Regions from separate parts of the Pan troglodytes genome. Here region 1 is linked to region 2. A link is a contact called in public Hi-C data. All regions are on one chromosome and are shown on one strand. Each heading gives the region's core, a stretch centred on a gene start, on an enhancer-like site or on the middle of the called end of the contact. The rest is flanking DNA. Distances are from core to core; before and after follow the strand shown.

The links. Hi-C and Micro-C count contacts between places; a contact is called where the count stands out from the background.
Region 1: a contact with region 2 is called in a Hi-C map of stem cell-derived neural progenitor cells, with 2.7 times the contacts expected there. The contact joins the enhancer-like site here to the promoter of COX7A2L in region 2. A contact is called at or near these places in 1 of 7 Hi-C or Micro-C datasets (stem cell-derived neural progenitor cells) and 1 of 1 datasets of contacts at active chromatin or transcription factors (stem cell-derived excitatory neurons).

The regions. Positions count from the first base shown.
Region 1 is chr12:80,615,916-80,618,615 of NHGRI_mPanTro3-v2.0_pri, reverse strand. No RefSeq gene overlaps it. Among named protein-coding and RNA genes, the nearest start is that of PKDCC, 54 kb to the left of the region's middle. Within about 2 kb of position 1,280, at least 13 of the 24 cell types and tissues checked have an H3K27ac peak or open chromatin away from gene starts, as enhancers often do. A contact at or near this core is called in stem cell-derived neural progenitor cells, where this site is marked.
Region 2 is chr12:80,354,401-80,357,100 of NHGRI_mPanTro3-v2.0_pri, reverse strand. It overlaps COX7A2L (cytochrome c oxidase subunit 7A2 like), which reads right to left and starts at 1,426. Exons shown (of 3, transcript XM_009442392.5): 1 at 668-1,426. The coding sequence starts at 739.

The DNA.
Region 1 (2,700 bases), core at 31-2,530, 260 kb before region 2:
GCCAGGACTTTCCAAAGCTGAAACTGGGACCTGCGGAGGCCTCACTGTCCGGAGCAGAGTCCAGGTCCTCAGCATCCTCTTCGCTGGGCCCCACGCGTGTCGTGCGCCACCCCAGAAGGCAGGGCCTGATTCGGATCAGCAGGGGCTGCAGGGCCGCTCTGCAGGCGGGTGACTCAGGCCCCTCTTGAACCCTTAGGCCTGAGGCAGAGACTGGGCAGGAGGCTGGGCGTGGCCGGGGAGCCCCTTCACGTGCTCCCCTTCCCGAGGGTTCACGGGGCTCTGGAGGCCCAGATGCTGGCAAAGTGGCGGGAGCGCTCCAGGGACGAGGACTCAGGTCGGGGCGCCCCCGCCAGCGCCAGGATCCCCGCTCACCCTCCGCCGCGCCCCGCCCCCGCCCCCGCCCCGACACACTGGGGGAGCCCCGCCCTCCCCGAGGCCCGCGCGGCGCCGCAGGAGGAATCCCAGACATTTCCTCCACGCCGCGCGGTATGTGGCCTGCCCGCCGCCGACCGCAGCGCGAGCCGGTCCCCAGCCGCGCCTGGCAGCTGCCCCGGCTCCGCCGTACTGCTCGGGATTCCGGGCAGGCCGCCCCCTCGTCCCGGGCCACCAGACCGGCCTTTCTGGCAGCTCCAGGCCCGTGCAGTCCCGCCGGACGCCGGCTACACCACGCGCCGCTGCTGGAACCTCTCCCAGCCCCGCGTGGCCGCCCCCGGCCCAGGCACCCCCTCCCCGGAACGCCCCCGACGGCCCCTCGCGTCCGAGCTGGAAACTGAAGTTGATGCTTGCTCCGTCACCCGGGGGCAAATTGCTTTGCCTAAGCCCCAGTTTCTCCATCTGTGAAATGGGGACGTTGGCAGGAGTGCCTGTCTCGTTGTGCTGCCCGAGGGGTGAATGAGAAAAGGAAAGCGTCTGACTACTGTCAACGCGATTTTCATTTCCCTAGGTACCACGAGGGTCCTGGCGCCCACCCTGCCCCTCGCCTCTCCTCCAGCCCAGTTGCCGGTGGAGCAAGCAGGCCGGGCTTTGCGAGTGGGCAGAGGAGAGGGCTGGGGCCTGCCCAAGACTGCGCCCTGCACAGATTAAACAATGCCTGAAGGTCCCACGACACAGCCTTCCTCGAGATTCACCGTTGCCCTCTCCTCAATCACTAGGTTCTTGAAAGACCCAAAGGACAGTTATTTACATTTTTTTAAAATGATGTCATCGCAGTCTGGGAGCAGCCAGACACGTAGTGATCAGGGGAAGTCGAAAGTGCAGATGGGTTCGCAAACGTGGACTCTCTAGTTTTGGGTCTGCAGATGGGGCCGGCCACCACGTGCTCTCTGAGTTCTCTTTCCAAGTACAGATCCCTCCGGAGAGGGAACATTGTTCCGCCTTTAATTCTTCCCAGGAGCTGCGGAGGAAGGCGTGAGAACCGGAGCCCGGGGTGACTTGCGGGGGAGGGGATCGCTTCCCCGTCGCCCACACCTGCCTAACCCACGCCCACGGCGGCCGCAAAGGCGACACCGCGTGAATCTGGAAAGCCCCGAGTTTCAACAGGCCCAACCATCGGCGGCTTTGCAGGCGCAGCACCAAGTGCTGCTCTGCCTGTGTTCCCCCAGACAGCCCCTGGTTGTGATTTGTCGTTTCCAGTCCAGCTAGAGTCCCAAGGCCAAGAACTAGACCCTTGCAGCGAGATCCGCCCCCCCCCCCACCCCCTCATTCTCCACAGGCGCCACAGCCACAGGCCGCATAAATAAATCCAGGTGGAGGCAGACCCAGAAACCCAGGTGCTATAAATATCCCAGCCCAGCCGGGAGACTGAGCTCCCAGGCAGCCCCTCGCCCCCACCCGCCCGAGACCAGCACTTCCGGCCACCACAGCGCTGAGGGCGGATCTCCCCGCGGTGGGAGGAGCGGGCTCCACCAGGATGCAGGCCTGGCTTCCCTTTCTTTCTTCTCCTGGGAGCCTCTGGCGGCCCAACCTGAGGGCTTGCCCTCTTCTCTGGAACCACCTCCCTAACTCTCAATCGCATACCTCTCCCTCCCTCCCCCTGGTATTTTTAGAGAGGCCTTCTCTCAGGGACCCCATACTGCGACCAGACTTCAAGAAATGCTGACTTCTTTTTCTAGATGAATAAGCATAGTTGGAAGGCAACAACCTCAATCAGAGTTTACAATTTAAAATTTGATTCTAAACTTTTTCTTTTTGAAACAGTCTTGCTCTGTCACCCAGGCTGGAGTGCAGTGGCGTGATCATGGCTCACTGCAGCTTTGACCTCCCAGGTTCAAGCGATCCTCCCATCTCAGCCTCCCTAGTAGTTGGGACTACAGGTGCCGTGCCACCATGCCCGCCTGGCTAATTTTGTGTTTGTTTGTTTGTTTTTGTTTTTGTTTTTTTTTTTTTTGAGACGGGGTTTCACTATGTTGCCCAGGCTGGTCTCGAACTCCTGGGCTCAAGCGATCTGCCCACCTCAGCCTCCGAACGTGCTGGGATTACAGGTTTGAGCCACTCTGTCCAGCCCTTGATTCTACATTTTTAATAGCATTTTTTATGTGATTAAAACACAGGCTGGAGACAGAGTAGACCTAAAAGAGCGGAAAGAAGAAGCTGAAGGCATATGCAAAGAAGAGATAGAGCCACACTAGAAAAGAAAGCTGCTCTACCAGAAGGCTGGTACCTAGGAACTCAGTGGGACTTTCTGAGCCCAGTCTCCTGGGT
Region 2 (2,700 bases), core at 177-2,676:
ACCCCCAACACATGCTGGAGACTCAAACTCCAATTGGTAGAATCTGCGTGAAATGGAATACTTTTCAGACAACCCAAACAACGAGCATCTGTCAAATATTTTACAATCGGGAAAGTGTAACCTCGCTGCATGCAACTTCCCTCCCTGGACGTGTTAAGTAACCTGTTAAATTTCCCAATCCAGATCATAGCCCCCCCAACCCCCTGCACCATGGTTTCTCTAAACGCCTTTATCCCCGCGCTCTCTAATCTCGAGCTCAAGTGAGGCTGCCTATGGGGCTCTGGCAGATGACAAAGAAACGACAAGGAAGCCGAAAGCCAGATGTCTTCGAAGAGAGGGAGAAGGCCGGACCTCTGACTCGGGTCACACTGGGGACCCCCACAAACCATCCCTTTTAGACAAGTGACCCCGGGGGTCACCTTGACCCCTGCAGTGAGCCAGACCAAACTTCCACGCCAGGCCAGCCCCCGCCAGGTGAGCAGGTACACAAAAAGAAGCCTCAGTGACCACAGTACGCTGGTGTGGAGAGGCCCCGGGAGGTGCAAGGAGAACAGAGACGAACTCGACCGCGGGCAGAAGCCTCCCCTGGCTCCAGCGCCGCGACTGCCTGTCGCCGAGGCTAAGGCCGCCACTTCTCATGTCCGAGCTGGCCAGGCGCCACTCGTACCTGCGGGCTATAGGCCTCCGAAGCCCATGCTCCTGCCAACTTCTGCGTGAAGCCACTAAACTTGTAGTACATGACGCCCAGAGTCCGGCTTCCCGCATCCGCTGCCAACGCGACCGCCCCAAAGAAGGACCCCGCCTCCCCGGCTGTGGTCCCGAGACTCAGCGCAAGGACCCGGTGCTGGGACTAGGGCTGCCCGAAGATCGCCTAACTTAAAACCTGCACACTTAAGCCGCATTGGGGAACCAAAAGCCAGGGTTCTCAGGACCACGAAAGGCAAAACCAGCTCTAAGAGAGCACGAAAAGTCGATGTGGCGGAGTCTGTAGGAAATATGAAGTTCCCTCTTTCCCCCATTCAGATTTGGGCAGTGCCACGACAACTCAAGAAATGCGCAAGCGCCCCACGGACTAAGCCCGGCGGACAAAGCCCGGCAGTGTCGGAGTCAGGTGGAGCATGCTCTAGGAGGGGCAGGCTCTAGGCGGGGCCTGGGGGGGAGAGGGCGGTGATTGGTGGGCGTGGTCTGGGTAGGGGCGGGGCTACATCGAAGCCGGTTGGGAATTCCACCATCCGAGAGAGTCTGTGCTGCGGAGCCACCGTCTGGTCGTCGGGGTGAAGGCGTCTCTTGCTTTACCGAACTTTAACTGATCGTAGTCTCATTTATTTCCTTCCGACCTAGAGCACCTCTTATCCAGAAGCAACCACCTGCTGTTGCTCAGTCTGCCCAGGAGTATAGACTTGTCGGCCAAGCTTCCCCTGGCAACCTGGGAGTTGAAGCAAATAAGAAAATTGGGAAGCACCTGCTGAAGGCTGTTTAGTACCGAGGGCTGTTGGGAGATTTGCCCCAATAATATAAAAGTAGCCTCCTGGGCTTTGTGCAGAGGAAATACACATGCAGAGTGATCTAAAGCTCAGGTACCAGGATGTAAATGTCACACGGTTTCTCAGAACTGGTTTTTATTCTCACCTGAGTTTTAAGGTCATTGATTATTCATCCTTTTCCTGGCCTCTGCTCTTTGCGATAAATGAGGTAGGGGGAGGGTGATCAGAAACACTTGTAAAATCTGGACCTTGAGCCTGAAAGATCTGGAACTACCACTTTCAGTTCTGGTAGTATTCGCTTCAGTTCAATTTAAATATGTCTGTTAAGCCTGTGCTGTGTACAAGGTACTGTGTAAAAGGAGTATACTAGTTTCTTACTCTCCAGGGATGGACTCAGGCTTTTCTTAGCTTCATCATCTAACCATAGGTTTACACAAGCATATTCTAGATGCACTTATGAAATCATGTTGCAAATTGATGGATGATACTAACCTATATATAGCATTTCCCTAAACTCATTTAATCTTCACAACAATCCTATAAGGTAAGTGCTATTATCATCTCCATTTTAGAATACAGGAAAATGACGCCTGGAGAAGCTAAGTAACTTGCTCAGGTCAGGGATAAGTGGCAGAGCTAGGCATTTGGCTCAAGACTTCCTACTGTTAAGCACTATGTTACAAATAAATAGATATGAAGCCATTCTGAAAAGAGGAGGATCAAGGCTGAGCATTCCAGGGTGAGGGTGTACACCAGCATCCTGGTTGCAGGCCTACGTTCAAGAGCCCCAAGTATTCAGCACCGCCAATATGTTGTAAAGGTTTCAGCGAATTCAGGTAAGCCAGCCCAAAGTTGCCACTTTTACAAAGAGACATTGTGATATAATGGAAAGAATATGCAATTTGGGTTTATGTCCATATTTCTCCAAGGATAACTGGTTTGGGTCTAGTGATTTCCTTTTTTTTTTTTTTTTTTTTTTTTTAATTCTTTTTGAAACAGGGTCTCACTCTGTCCCAGGCTGGAGTACAGTGGTGTGATCTCGGCTCATTGCAGCCTTGACTTCCCAGGCTGAGGTGATTCTCCTACCTCAGTCTCCCGGGTAGCTGGAACCACAGATGCGCGCCACCACGCCTGGCTAATTTTTTGTATTTTTAGTAGAGACGGGGTTTCACCATGTTTCCCAGGCTAGTCTCAAACTCCTGGGCTCAAGTGATCT